Linked DNA regions of Mus musculus: region 2 is linked to region 1. The links are chromatin contacts, called in public Hi-C maps. All regions are on one chromosome and are shown on one strand. The core of a region is the stretch at or near the end of the contact, and the rest is flanking DNA. Distances in the headings are between cores, read along the strand shown. Region 1 overlaps Gm14250 (predicted gene 14250). Region 2 has its middle 36 kb from the start of AY702102.

The links. Hi-C and Micro-C count contacts between places; a contact is called where the count stands out from the background.
Region 2: a contact with region 1 is called in a Hi-C map of liver, with 1.8 times the contacts expected there. The contact joins two enhancer-like sites. A contact is called at or near these places in 1 of 484 Hi-C or Micro-C datasets (liver) and 1 of 115 datasets of contacts at active chromatin or transcription factors (embryonic stem cells).

The regions. Positions count from the first base shown.
Region 1 is chr2:169,394,447-169,402,134 of GRCm38.p6, forward strand. Gm14250 (predicted gene 14250) reads left to right here. Exons shown (of 4, transcript NR_166154.1): 2 at 1-175; 3 at 893-1,078; 4 at 2,434-2,845. 4930529I22Rik (RIKEN cDNA 4930529I22 gene) reads right to left here. Exons shown (of 3, transcript NR_166086.1): 2 at 6,401-6,518; 3 at 4,696-5,253. Among named protein-coding and RNA genes, the nearest start is that of 4930529I22Rik, 7.2 kb to the right of the region's middle. Within about 2 kb of position 2,810, at least 18 of the 459 cell types and tissues checked have an H3K27ac peak or open chromatin away from gene starts, as enhancers often do. A contact at or near this core is called in liver, where this site is marked.
Region 2 is chr2:169,923,664-169,931,351 of GRCm38.p6, forward strand. It overlaps a transcript of Tshz2 not described here. Among named protein-coding and RNA genes, the nearest start is that of AY702102, 36 kb to the right of the region's middle. Within about 2 kb of position 4,593, at least 31 of the 459 cell types and tissues checked have an H3K27ac peak or open chromatin away from gene starts, as enhancers often do. A contact at or near this core is called in liver, where this site is marked.

The DNA of each region.
Region 1 (7,688 bases), core at 1,560-4,059:
TCAGGAAGAAGACATTTCTGTAGTCAAGCCCATTCCGAAGTCTTTGTGCAAAAGATGGGGTTGGAGAACAGCGGTGCATCCTAAGAGAAGTGGGAGCGTTAAGGTTTGGATGTGAGGCACTTCAGGTGGCTCAGGGTGAACCGTCAGTGTGAAGACTGTGGCCACACGGGCAGATGTGAGCTTCAGAGGGCAGCAGGCAAGGCTGGGGTGGGTTTCAGACTGAAATGTCCCACATGGGATCTGAACTTTATTCCACAAGCAACAAGGAGTTGCTGTGATTTTATGCCACATTACACAACTTCCTACCAGCCTTCAGTTATAGCTCTCATCCAAGCCGTGCTCCTTATGGCAGACATAATTCCCTGAAAGAAAAGTCATGTGACCATGGAGTCCCCTCATTTTAAACCAGTAGATACCTTTCAGAGGAGCAGAGCCCACATTTTATTCTATAGGGTTTAGTGTGTGCAAGTCAGGGATAGAGTCAATAATAGAGGACATTGACACCATCGTTATAGCTGTAACACATGTGTGCAAAAATCAGATTCCATATAGACATTATGGGTAGTATCGATATTGTGATGGAATTCAGCATTTGAGCATGGCTGTTGTTGTTTTGAAATCAGAGCAATGGTGTGTAGCCACAGGAGACCCTCACAAAGTTGGACCAATTTCCTGAGGCAAAGAGGGGTGGGCTCATAATGCTCACAAGCCCACTTACTTCCCCTGAGACTGTAGAAGTGGGTAACAGCTGTTGGTGGAGGGAGCCTCATTAGTCCATAGAGTGGATGCCCAGGTCACACAAGTGCCTTTAAGTAATTTCAATCAGCTCATAGGTTCACCATAGACTTGGCCAGAATCACTTGCTTTGATCTGTTATTTCCCTCTCTATCAGAAGCAAATAGAAGTAGACACCCCAGGAAAAGACACACAACCGACATGGAGCTCTCTACAGAGGTGCGTTTGTTTATGGTGGAAATGGTCTCCATAATTACGGAAGCCGGGAAGTTCTATCATCTGCCACTTGCAGTTTCAGACCCCAGGCATGCTGGTGGTGCACTTGTAAGGGATTTTGAATGTGGTGAGTGCAAGATGTGGGTCCTTGAGTCCAGAAATCTGGGGTTCTGATCTCTGAAAGCCAGAGCATGGGTAGCATGTTTGGGAGAGAGTGAATAGTCGAGCCTCGAGCTGTTATTTGACTGTGCCCTCGGTGGCCTTCCTAACGCTGACTCACGTTGGCCAAGATGTTTACCTCTGCTGGGTCCCTAGATATCAGTGATAATTACGTGGAACTTCACCTCAAGTGGTATTGTACAAGTTACATGGGTGTCTTTAGTCATCACAGGGCCTTGGGTCATGTAGCCCCTTCCTGAGTGTAGTCGTCTTTGTTCCCAAATTAGTTTTCTCTTTGGAATACCTGTTGAGGGCCAGATCTGCTGAGGCTTTCCCTGGCATATGACGAAGGATCGTAGCTCCTTCTCTAAGACCAGGAACCTGCTTGGCACTAGACCTAGTTTGTGCACGACCTCCAACCCCTGCTTTTCCCTTCCTTATCCTTTCCAGCTCCTTACACCTCCCACTTAGGAGCCTGAGGTCAGCTCTGCATCTTGTTTCTGACACAGGCTCCTTGTACTTTGCTCAGCCTCTTGCTTTGGTTCTTGTCATCCTCCATTGTCTACACAAAGATCTCAGCTCCTTCCACCTCCTAGAGGTGTCATGACACAGTTGGGGTGTGTTCTGCATAGTTCTTAGCACTGCTTAGAATTAGCCTATTTATACTCTTCATTAGCAAGTCAGCCTGAATCATTAGATTTCCATGGGGGTCATCACTGGGAGGCAGCTGCCATCCTGCAGGTGAGACAGCACTGTGGGTCTTAGGGTGATTGCCATAGAGAATAATAATCACACTGAAGGGCTCTGAGAGGTAGGTTTCTTGGTGATCCTTTGGATGTGGGTGGCAAGACAACGAGAATAGAGACTTGGTGCTCCTTCTAGAGTCTCTGGTGTGTAGGGGATGGTGGGTGGGTCTCTGACTCACTGGGATGTGTTCCTGAAAGGATGGTGAGTATAGTTTTCCATTGAGACAAAGTACTTGGGCGTTACTATCTGCAGAGCTGTCACTTGGAAAGTAAAAGCGAAGACCTGGGGAAAGTAGGTCAACTTGATGAGGTGGCACACTGTAAAGGGGGCGGAGGGAGTAGGGGAGGGAAAACATGGAGAGGCAGCTGAAGGAGGAAGATGAGGAGCAGGAGGAAGGGAAGGAGGAAGAGGAAGGGGAGGAGGAAAGGGAGGAGGAAGGGGAGGAGGAAGGGGAAGAGAAAGGGGAAGAGGAAGGGGAGGAGGAAGAGGAGGAAGGGGAGGAAGAAGAGAAAGAGGAGGAGGAAGAGGAAGAGGAGGAAGAAGAGGCTATTAATTTTCTTTTCCAAACCCTTTCAGACAACTCTGTGCTCCATTCCCAGAAGGCTCATCTGCAATCCTAGGTGTGAAAACCAGGGAGCAAATCTCAGCCTTGAGGCTGGTGGAGGTGGGGAGGACTCCTGGAGGTGGGGAGGACTCCTGGAGGTGGAGAGGAGTCGGAGCCCAAACACCAGGCTTTAGCTTATGGCAAATTAATGTGTTTAAGGAAAGAAACAAGCAAGCAACAAAACCAAGAAAAGCCTTACAAATTATGAAAAACATCTTGAGGGATGTGTTAAAACTGTAATGGACTCTGGATCCCCAAGAGGATTTTAGCTGCAGAAAGCACGCAGGTTGCTCAACCTCAAGGTCGGCATAGGAGGCAGATGGGAAGATGTGGCAATCCCAGGGCTTATGAAACTTGGATAAAGCATGAGGCGGCTTCCCACTATTTGGAAAGAGTGGCTGGTCTTTGTGGGGGAAAAGGAGTTTACAGAAACATCTAAAAACAGCCCTGTGGCACATTTAGCAGGAAGTTTAGTGTGTGTTAGTTTTTGTTTATTTGTTTTTTTTTTCCCCTTTCATGGAGAACTTTGGCAAACGGGGACTTTGATCACTGAGGCAAGTTTTATCGCCAGGCTAAATCTCCTTTCCCTCCTTGCTACATGGTAATCGTGCAGAGATGAGAAGGTGAGGAGAAATGGCCTTTTCAGACACCGTAGCTGCCTGTGATCCCAGAGGACGAGGGCAGCTTGCTGTTCGGTTTGTAAATATATCCCAGAAAATGGAAAAGCTATAAACATACACATAAAGAATGAGGAGTCTGATTAAGAAGTGAGCATTTATATTTTTACTAGGTTTTACTTTTAACATAAAACATCTTGAAAAAAGTTTTATGATTTAGCATTTATGAATGACTAGATTTTAAGAGAATTGTAATATTTTTTTTAGGGTATTTCAGCGCCATGAGTTATTTCTTATAGATTCAGATAATGACATTATAAATCTTTCTGTGGAGACAATTACTAAGGCAGAAATGGCCTAGTCCCCATTGGCTTTCGGGTTCAGCTCACTGACATATTACAAGCAGGCTTACTGTGGTCATTAAAACCCGATCCGGGATTTATTGCACCTCTTTAAAGTCTCAGTACTTTGAGAAGTATCGAACAGGAAGGAATACAAAGTGAAGTTACAAAGGGGAGCAGCCAGGCAACCATGGAAGAAGCGGAATGAATTTCTCCACCCAAGACCATCACAAGGATCATCAGAGAACCTGAAACTGGAGCTGGAGGGTTTGAAAGGGGGCAAAGTTGGCTGACTAAGGCATCCCACAGGGCAGAGTTCCAAGGGGGGATGGCAAGTTAAAGGGAGATTGGCATGAGACACCCCACAAAGGGCAAGGTGTGTTTGGATGCTTTCCTGGGGAGTGGTCCACACTGGAGGGGTGTTCCCATCGTCTGTTCCAGCAGCCCACCCATCTGAGAAAGCAGAGGGCTTTATGCTCTGCGTGGATGCCAACAAGCATTTTCTCGGGGGCGGGGGGGGGGGGGAATAGAGCATTACCTGCTCTGTCATTCTCTTTGATTGATCCCTCTGTTCCACGAATGGTATCTGCCATGTTTTTCAAGAAACAGATAGCTAAGCCATATTCAAGTGTTGACTTAGCACAAAGGTGTGAAGTGAGAGAAAGGAGTGGGTGCCAACTCATCACCAAGGAGGGTGAATGTGTCCCAGGCATCACCAGGAGGGCAGCCCTTCCTGGAGGAGAAGTGTGGCTTTCACCCCTAACCAGAACGTAAAGTGGTGTCTAGGACCACATCACACAATCCTTCTTTGTCATGTTGTTTATTGAACAGAGCAGAGCTTACCCCGCCCATCTGCCCAATGAGAATACAAACAAAGTTCAAAAATGCTTTTAGCACCTTGCACAAGGAACAAGATGAAAGTTTGGGGGTTGTTTCCTTCACTGTTTGAAGTTTCCTTCATGTAATAGCCGGCAACTTGTTTATCACACTTAAAAAGCATTTTTTCTTTTTTTTTTTTTTCTTTTTTACTATAAACCAATAGAACCTAGCAGAATTATCACATTGTTCTGTTTTAGAGTGAATGAGGTCCTTTGCACGAGGCCTTCTCTGGCCACACACTCGGGTCTCCAGAAGGACACCTTGTTTCTTTATAAAGGTCAACAGACATTCTGATAAAAGCCACCCAGAAGATAGTTTAGGTTTTTGAGTCTGCATGATGTCTCTTGAGACCTGTTAGAGCCCCAAAGCAGCTATAGATGACGTGCAAACAAATATGTATGGAGGTGGGTTAATAAGACTTTATTGACAGAGATGGACTACGGGCCACAGAAGTAGAGGCCAGACATGACCACGTGGAGGTGGGGGAAGGGAATGGGGAGAGAGAGGGAACAAGAGAGCAAGAGGCAAGAAAGGAAGGAAAGAAGGCAAGAGAGAGAGAGACAGAGAGACAGAGATGGCGAGCAGCCCCTTTTATAGTGGGCCAGGCCTACCTGGCTGTTGCCAGGTAACTGTGGGGAGGAGTTTGGACAGAAGGCTAGCAGGTACTGTCTGTGATGTTCAGAGTGACTTTGCTGGCGGAAGTGTGTCACTGGAGTTGGGTTTTGGCCCTGCACCTGCTGCTTGTTGCCTGGCCTCTCCTCTGCCATCGTGGGCTCTCTTGTTCTTCTGGAATCCTAAGGTCCTAAGGCTCCTTCCATAGGTTGCTCTGACCATGGCGTTTTGCTGTAGCAACAGAGACGTAATTGATACATCAAGTGCAATCCCTTGAAGTCTATAAGTGAGGAACGATGGAGACAGGAGGATTGAGAATTTGGGCTACATAGCCAAAAGCTGTCTGGAAAATTAGAAAACAAACATACAAAAAAACAATTTGTGGATTATTTTGCGTAATCGGTGTGATTTATGATGGCTTGGTTTCTGGGGAGCGGGTGTGTACCCCTGTATGAATGAGCATCCAAGACAGGAAAACAGCCAAATAAAGGATACCAGTGACTCAGACCCACGGGAACAGTAAGGCCTTCCCTGAGGCAGGCTCAGGAAATGACAAAGCCTTTTCTGCCCTGGGTACAGGAGTTAATGAGAAGTTGACCCTTGGCTAAAACCATCTTGTGGAGAAGGTACCTAATGCAGCTTCCTGATCCCAGGTGACAGCAGCTGAGACTGCTCCTGCAGAGAATGGCTACTGAGATCAGCTGAACCTCTTAGCTGATGCTGCCCGTATAAATAAAGGAGCTGGCTTCTCACTGTGTCTCTATGGAGCATACAACCCACTAGGTTCCAGGGTGTCGTCTGTCTCTCTATCATTTCTTCACTTCCCATTAATCCATCAGGAGGGTCCCAAAGTTATGCAGGTCACAGTCAAGGGAGGCCAGAATAGGGACTGACTCTGGGGAGCTGACATCAGGCAGGCATGGGATGCCCAGTGTGAAGCACACAAAGAATTATGGGGAGTTTACGCATATAGGGCAGGGGTAAATCAGGCAAATTGGGTCCACAAGAAAGGACCTGTCCCTGGCTTCCCAACGAGGAGTTATAAACTATGTACCTGGGATAAAGTTTGAGAAAGAGTGAGAAGGCAGGATGTGCTTGCAAGTGTGTGTGCACTCACACACACACATCTCTCGTACACAGGGAGACACACATATAGATACACAAACATTACACATAGAGACACACATAGACACACAGACGCAGACACACACACACACAGACACACACACACACACAAAGCCAAAGGCCAAGAAGGACTTCTATTTTTACTCTGGGCTTGTGGTGAGTGATCTGAGGTTGCCCAGATCACCATCCTAGGACGTTGCCCAGACTACCATCCTATTCATAAGAAGAAGCATAAGTCCTCTGCTTCAGACTCTGTTCTTAAGGCTCGGTGCTCTGGGCACTGAAGAATCTGAGAGATGAAATTCCGGGATAGAATTGCATCCCAGGGGGATGCAGGCCCTTCCGCAACACTTGGTGAGACTCACACAAAACATGTCAGCTTGAGCAGGCCTCAGGGGATCTTGGTCTGGACACTGACCCTGGAGCCTTGACTGTGGGGTTCCATTGGTGAAAATAAACCCAGAAGTTATCATCCGATCAGTCCTTTCAAATACAGAAAACTTGTGTTAGCAATAAGTCCTTTGCAAGCAGCCCTGGCAGAGTTGTGTGCGTGTGTGTGTGTGTGTGTGTGTGTGTGTGTGTATGTGTGCGTATGTGTGTACATGTGTGTGTGTATGCGTATGTGTGTGTACATGTGTGTATACATGTGTTTATGTGTGTGTTTGTGTGTATGCGTGTGTATATGTGCATATGTATACGTTTGTATATGTGTGTGTGTGTGCATATGTGTACGTGTGTGTACGTGTGCATGCATATGTGTGTGTACATGTGTGTATACATGTGTGTATATGCGTGTGTATATGTGTGTATATGTGTATGTGTATATACGTGTGTGTGTTTGTGTGTATATGTGTGTATGAGTGTATGCGTATGTGTGTACATGTGTGTATACATGTGTGTGTTTGTGTGCATATGTGTGTATGCGTATGTGTGTATACATGTGTGTATATGTGTGTATGTGTGTGTATACGTGTATATACGTGTATGTACACGTGTATACGTGTGTCTGTATACGTGTGTGTGTGTGAAGCAGGATGACCCAGAGAAGCCTGGCTAGGGGCTACAGTGCTTTTCTTTCTCTTCTCAGTTGGGTTTTCAGAGACCATGCAGAGTCACTGCTGTCCTAGGAACCATGCTGCTCTGGGGCAAGTAAGAAACCAAATAGGGGGATGTGGAGAGGGAGGGAGAGAGGGAACCCCTACAAGGAGCGTCTATGACCCACGTGAGCACAGCCAGAACCCCAATGCCTCACACCCGTGGGAGTGAATGCCACAGCCCTCCCCAGGTCAGTCTTGGCAGGTGGCAAATTGTAACCCATGCAAAGAGCTACGTTTACAGGAAGGTTGCTGTCACTAAGATTCTTCAGGCGGCAAGCTTTACCAGTGAGTTCTCTTGGGACACTGTTCTTCAAGCTCCCATTCTACCCATGCAGCAGAAACCCAAGGAGAAGGGCATACAGTAAGGGCCTTGAATGCGCCCTGAGGGGAGAAGAAATAATTCTTAAGTTAAGTGGAATTGTAAGGTCCCAAAACAGGAAACAAAACCATACCCTCATCAGACACTGAGGTCCAAATCGTGGACTAACCAGTAGGTTCTAACAAGGAAGAGCATTGCAGTGACTGGGCCTATCAGTATCCAGAGAATCCTACAGGA
Region 2 (7,688 bases), core at 3,343-5,842, 530 kb after region 1:
GTGCATATATGTAAAAGCACATATGCAGAAAGCTATATATTTTAAATCATGGTTAGAAGGGGGGACTGAAAAGTAGGAGCCTAACTCTTTTCAGGTGAAATCCCTAACTTTTCCCCTTTAAGCAGAGTTCTTACAGGAAACTTCAGGAGGACTGGAGAGCTGGCTCCTCTCTCAAGAGTGTTTGTACAGAACGAAGTTCAGATCCTAGCACCTTCACTCACAATCACCTTACCCCTAACTACAGCTCCTGGGGATCCACACATCTTCTGGCCTCTGAGGGCACAGCCCCAATGTGCTCATACACACATGGGTACACATGCAGATAGGCAGATAGATAGATAGATAGATAGATAGATAGATAGATAGATAGATAGATAGATAGATAGATGATTGATAGGTAGATGGACAGATAATTTAATTAGTAATCATGGAAAAAATGCAAAAGGCTATAAAACCAGTATTCTTCTGTGTGGCCAGATCCTAGCACTGCCCACATCTCAAACTCTGTTTTCTCGAATATAAAACAAGTGTTCACATGGTATGTAAGCCTTGCAGTGGACTTGAGACCTAAACTCAGACTTTCTTTTGAGGGGCAGAGCAGCCTCTGGCCTTGTAACCCAACCCTGCTGCTGAGTCTCTCTGTGTCTGCAGAGGGGACTGAAGAACTCATTACCATGGAGGTCTGTGGATTGCGAAATCCCCACATTGTGAACAGTATTACTCTAGGCTCTGCTTCTCCTCTCGGCCTTAATGCTCCTTATCTAGCTGTTCCATCTCCAATTTAAAACAAAAAACAAACAAACAAAAAAACCAATGGTATGCTTTTTTCATAAATATTTCAGACTGAGCACTCGGTGTTTGGTCTCCTCTGAAGTCCAGAAATTGATGTCTGTTTGAGGAATTTGCAACTTGAGCCAGGCCTCCCGGCGCTGAGCTGGCCGCCTCCTAACTTGAGGCAGATGGCCAGTCTGTCAGCAGCACACAGTGTGGTTGCACAGCTCAGGGCTGTGACTCTTTGCTAGCAAGAAATAGATGATAGATACATACATACATATATATATATATGTGTGTGTGTATACATAGATGATAGATTATACATACATGCATACATACGTACATACATAGATGGAGATAGATAGCCCTTTCTCTTACTCTCTCTCTCTCTCTCTCTCTCTCTCTCTCTCTCTCTCTCTCTCTCTCTCTGTCTCTTGTCTCTATCTCTCTCCCTCCCTCCCTCCCTCCCTCCCTCCCTGTCTTAGTCAGGGTTACTATTGTTGTGATGAAACACCATGACAAAAAGTTTACACTTACATATCACTGTTCATCATTAAAGAAGTCAAGACAGGAACTCAAGCAAAGCAGGAACCTAGAGGCAGGAGCTGGTGTAGAGGCCATGGAGGGGTGCTGCTTATTGGCTTGCTCCCTATGGTTTGCTCAGCCTACTTTCTTAACCCAGGACCACCAGCCCAAGCATAGCATCAGCCAGAGGCTGGGCCCTCCCCCATCAATCACTAATTAAGAAAATATCTTAGAGCTGGATCTCATGGAGGCATTTTCTCAACTGAGATTACTGCCTTTGGATAACTAGTTTGTGTCAAATTGACATAAAACTATACTGCACATACCCCTTCTTTTCTTCTTCTTCCTCCTCCTCTTCATCCCACTCCTAACCTCAAAGTACATTGTAGTCTTTACAAAGTATTCAGCCAAATATCTAAGTCTTCTTTTTGTCTCAATTCTGAGAACTTCCCTCATGAAGCAGAAATTGCCCATGTTGAGGCACAAGCCTGTCCAACTCATAAGGTTTGTGGTAATCATGTATTGCCCTGTAGATAAGACTCTGTGTCCAACACTTGTAAACTGTATGCATGCACTTCTCAATGGGGGCGGTCTCCCAGGCAGGAGGGAGCAATGGGAGCCTGAAAATCTTCTTCTTCCTGGGCAAAGCCCCAGCTCAAGAGATGATAGATAGTCCCAGAATCCCATCTCGCCCATAGAAAAGAGAGGCCACGCCCGGTTTGTGAGAGAGCCAGCTTGTTTGGACAAACTAGTCACACTAACGAGGTCCAGTAAGAACTCAAGCAGCTAATTGGAAAATTAATCAGATCACTGGTGTCCCCTGCCCCAAAGATTTATGTAAATAATGTGAACTTGCCATCTCCCCTTAAGTTATAATGTCACATTGGCTTACCACTTCATTAGAGTGAGCTTGTCTTCCTTATAAAAAAAAACACACATATTTTATTCTAAAATAGGTTAATGGGTGTCTGCTTTATGTCTCTCATTTTTAAATGTTTGCCATTGTTTTTATTTTTTCTGACCCAAATGTAATAACTGTTCTTTCAGTTTATTTAGCCATGCTGTTGTTCTCAGCCTTGGGGGCGGCGGTGGGGTCGTGGTTATTCTTGATCTAACCAATTCTTCTCCACCTCATCCCAACCCAATGTTGCTTTCTTAACTCCCCCAGTTGCTAGATAATGAGTCAATATGGGCTCACCGTACGATGTGCAGAGGCCACCTGAAAAGCAGCCAAGGATCCTTTGCCCTAGCTCAGCAAGCCAGCACACAGTACTACACTCTGAATTTTGGCCACGTGTCCCCACTCGCTGGCAATCGTGTAAGCCTGTGATGAGGTGACTACAATTTGAAGTTTTTATTTGACCCCTTCATCTGGATACCAGCATCACTCCCAGATTCCGGAGGACAGTCTTTTCTAAAGATGACATAGGGCCCGTCACGGGATGGTGTGTTCCCCAACATGATTGTGTAGTTCTACTCTTTAAAACTTTATCTTAAAAGTAAACTAAAGAAGGAAAGGAAACCAGAAACCCAGGCATGGTTTCCTCTCCCAGGGTGTATGCCTCTGCTTCTCTCGGGCTGTCCATCCTTCCCTGCCAGCATAGGGCAGCTGTAAAGGAGCCGCTGTGCAAAGCCATGCCAAAGACACTCTGAAAATGTGTTTATAGCTCTCTTACTACAGCCAGCAATTGCAGAGTTTCTTAAGAGCCGTCCCCATGAACCCTCAGTACCTGTTTTCATAACTTCCCACAAGGCATGTACACTTCCGTAGGCTTGGTGACATAGGCAGTGTGTGTGTGTGTGTGTGTGTGTGTGTGTACATGTGTGTGTACATGTGTGTGTACATGTGTGTGTATGCACAAGTGTGTGTATACAATATACACATGTATGCATGCACAAGTGTGTGTGTGTGTGTGTGTGTGTGTGTGTGTGTGTGTGTGTGTGTGTGTGTGTAGGGAGGGTGCTCAAGTGTTGGCCCCCAGGAAACATTCCGGAGGGCCTCCTGCCAGGGCCACCTCAGAGCTGTAGCTTGGCTAAAGCACTTCCATCTCAGCATACCTCTTAAGGTTACAAGAATCATAAAATCGTTCAGGACATCTTGTTCCCTGAGTGCCTTCCCCTTCCCACCCTGATGGCAGCTCTTCAGACCCCTTGGAGGAGGTAGCTTCTGATGCTGATGTGACTGAGACTGGAAGAGCCGGTGTCTGCTCATTGGCTTCATCATTTTCATTCCAGTGGGAGAGCGCACACGTGTGCACAAGTGTGTGTGGAGGCCAGAGGTCAGTATTGGGTGTCTTCCTCAATCACCCTCCATGTGTCTGTGTCTGTGTCTGTGTGTGCACATATGCATATGCATACGTGTGTATGCATGTGTGTGCTCATATGCATGTATGTATGTATGTGCATGTATATATGTATATGCATGTGTGTGCTCATGTGTGTGTATGTGTGCTCATGTGTATGTGTGTGTATAGATATCCATGTAAGAGAGGGGGGAGAGAGAGAGAGAGAGAGAGAGAGAGAGAGAGAGAGAGAGAGAGAGAGAGAGAGAGAGAGGCTCTCAATGAACCTGGTGCTTGTCAGTAATTCACTAGACTGGCTTGCCAGCAAGCCCTGGGAATCATCTTGGCTTCACCTCCCTAAAACTGGTATTCCAGGCCTTGGCCACCCTAACCCAGTTTTCCCTGCCAGTTCAAAAGAACTCGGTTCTTCAAGCACCTATGGCGAATACTTTGCTGACTGTCATCTTCCCCAGCCCCCTCTCCTCATTCTTCAACTAGAACTTAAGATTAACAAACTCACACACATAGATCCTGGGAGAGAAAGATGAATTACAACAGCGTATGATTTGTACTGTGAGGCCCATTTCCATCAAAATGAGATCCATTCCTTTTGAGTGCTAGCTTCTAAAACTTACTAAAATAATAAAATAAAGTCATTATTTGCCTCAAAACTTACATAGAAGAAAGATTGTTCTCCTTAGGTGAATAACATCCGCAGAAGTCGATACACTTTTGATGAAACCATGAACTTGATTTGCCGCAGATAAGCTCTGTGAATCAGCCCATGTCCTAACCAGTCATCAAGCGTGTGTTTGCGATGAACACCGTGGGGGACATCTTCTCAGGACTACACAGAGGAAAGGGGAAGGGAAGGAGAGAGATTGTTGGCTTCCTTCCACTGTTCTGGAGGAAGATGTGCTGTGTGCTGTGTTTAGTCCTGGGCTAGGAGGAACTGCACCGAGGGTGACTCTAAGGTCAAATAGAAATAAAACCACTTGGAAATCAATCGGGTCAAAGTTAGCCATCCTAAATGGCAGTGTGACCCTGGGTAGGCCACTGTCCTTCTCTGAGTACTGTATACTTGTATGTGGGAAGATCTTGAGTCGGAGCTCAGCCTGGGCTACATAGTGAGACCATGTCTCCTGCTAATGACACCTCTCAGATTGTATATTCTCAATAGCTGATCCTCCCTGCATATCCCCCAGGGCCAAACCTCCCATATTTGCACAGAGCATGCTTCAGTCCAGAGCTGCAGCTGTAAAGTGGCAACAGGGAAAACTCTGCTGCCTACAGACGACAGGCAAGTCTTGTCTTTGCACAAGAGCGACGTTTCCTTTCAATGGGTACCTGCTTCTCCTTTTATGGTTACTTAGTTGCTTAGCAACATTAACCTTGCTAAAAGCACAGAGCCATCCTGCAACCTCAACTTTCATGGAGTGTGTGTGTGTGTGTGTGTGTGTGTGTGTGTGTGTTAAAGGAACCGTCTATTAGGAGAACATTCACCTTTGTGGCAGCGCCATTTGAGGGAAGGAAAGTCTATATTTTAAAAGGTTTCCCAGCCAACGTGAATACGTCTCCCACTTAGCACTCAGAGATGAGCGTATCATAATATTTAAATCAGTTTTGAGAACTCTCTTGGAAAAGGAAAAGGGGGAAATCCCCTGGTGGAATAAATACCCAGGGAGGCCACGGGAGTTCATTACCATAGCGACTGAGCTGGCAGGCTGCCCTGGGGAACCCACAAGTGCCAGCTTCCACCTTCCTTGTGTAGATCATGGAAGTCCTGACCGGATACCGCTTGGCCTCGTATGAAGCGGGAGTGGCAATGCCAGGGTCCACACACTTCAACTTTGGACATGGCCAAAGGTTTAAAGATCAGGACTGGGGCAGAACTCACCGAATCTGTGTTTCCTCAATGATCGTAAAGGGTTGAGGGCAAATAACAAAACTATATGAGGATTGCTGGGCTGAGGGAAACCCTGGCAGGCTAGGGATTGGCTCAGTTGGTAGAGAGCTTATTGAGCATACCCAGGGTCCTGACTGGATCTCCATCGTGCATTAACCAGGTGAGGTAGTGCACAACTGTAATCTGAGCACACGGGTTGTGGAGATTGAAAGATCATAAGCGTCGTTCTTGGAAGTGTAAAGAGTTTGAGGCCAGACTGGGATAAGAGAAACACACTGGGGAGGGGGTCTGGACAAAGTCTCCATAGAAATAGTTTTGAGCTTTATTTTGCCTTTATTAATCTAGTTTCAGACAAGCATGGTAATGATCAAATTTTATTCTCTGGTGAACTCAAAAGCATGAGATGGAAGCTTTCTGTCTTAGCAAACACCGCGACACTGGTAATAAATTTTCTGCAGCCTCGACAACTACTGTCTCCACAGCGTGGGCGTGTTGGTGGGGCAGTGGATGTTAACAGTATTTCTGGAACTTTCTTCATGTCGCCCTGGGATGATGCCTCCAGACAGTGTTGGTTCTGCTGACAGCAAGAAGGTCAAGCCCCTCCTGAAATGCAGGGAAACCTAACAGAACCCTTCCTCAGTCCTGCTGAACCTTGCAGTGAGAACCGCAAGCCTTAGGGGTGGGTTTCCGTGATGTCGACTAATAAATGCTCATTTCCATAAAATTTACATGAACAGAGGAAAATCTACCTCTTGCTGTGCAGGAGCTCCATCTCATTACTCAAAATAGCTGCAGAGTAATCAATGGAGCCACGCCCCCTCCTAGAGACGGGCTGTGAGGTCAGAGATAATTTCCCTGGGCTCTTCAAAGTAAGTAGCCCGGCCTCTGCAGCTCTTTCCAGGTCTTGTCCCCTCCCAACCACAGGTACCTTATGAAACAATAGTCTTCAGATTCGTGGCTGCAGTTTCGCCGTTTAAGACAATAGACTTCAGATTGGCAGCTGCAGATTCACCTTTTAAGACAACAGACTTCAGATTCGCAGCGGCAGTTTCATTACAATAAAGGCACATAGCACAGGCTACAGGGCAAGTAATTGATAAAACTTTTAAAATACGTGCACAGGGGCCAAAGGGACGGCTCCACAGTTAAGAGTGCTTGCTGCTCTTGCAGAGGACCTGAGTGTAGTTCCCAGCACCTGTGTTGGGTGGCTCAGAACCGCCTTTAACTCCTGCTTCATGGGATCCAACACCGTGTTTTGGCCTTGAGGGAGGGGCACCAGCACACACGTGGCAGATAAACGCATACACATAAACAGAATTTAATTTTTTTTAAGCACACAGAGACAGAACTGCGTGTGCTGGTAGACATTTTTAATCTATATACTTGGGAGCTGGAGGAAAGATGACAAGGATATCCAGGCCGGCCTGGGCTATTTGAGACTTTGTCTCAAGGAGCCAAATAATAAATGAAAATGAAATATAGACAGAGAGGGCTGGAGAGATGGCTCGGAACTTAGAGCACTGGCTGCTCTTCAGAGGACCTGAGTTTGATCCCCCAGCACCCACGTGGTGACTCGCAGCCATCTGTGACTCCAGTTCCGGGAGATCTCACACTCTCCTCTGCATCTCTAGGCAGCAGACATGCCTGTTGTATAGGAAGAAAGGTTTGGTTTTTTTTTTTAATGTTCTCAGACAATATATCCGATCGTGTTTCTCCTCTGCCAACTCCTCCCAGATCCTCCCTACCTCCCTACCTACCCAAACTTGTTTTTCCTCTATCAAAAATAAATATAAATAAATAAATAACCAAAACGATGAAACAAACAAAACCCAGTAAGACAAAAATGCCAGAAGAAAGCAAACAAACAAAACACTAGAGAGAGACTATTTGCTGCCTAACTGCCCTGGGGATGGCCCTGGAGTGTGCTTAATGTGGCTCTCCGTTGTGAGAGACTGATTTCTTTGCCTTTGTCAGAGGGTTTCATGTAGCTTCTTAGGTAGGGCTGGGACCCACTCCTGTCTACATTTCCCCTTTTCAGAAACTGTAGAAATGGAAACAGTTTCAAAACTGAACATACCACAGAGAGACGCAGCAGCTACAGTTCCAATAAGCTCTGCATCCACTTGGCATTTTAAATTACTTTTAGGCAATGGGTGTGGTCTGCTTTCTGGAAACTTAATTGTTTGATCCAAGAAGGTGTT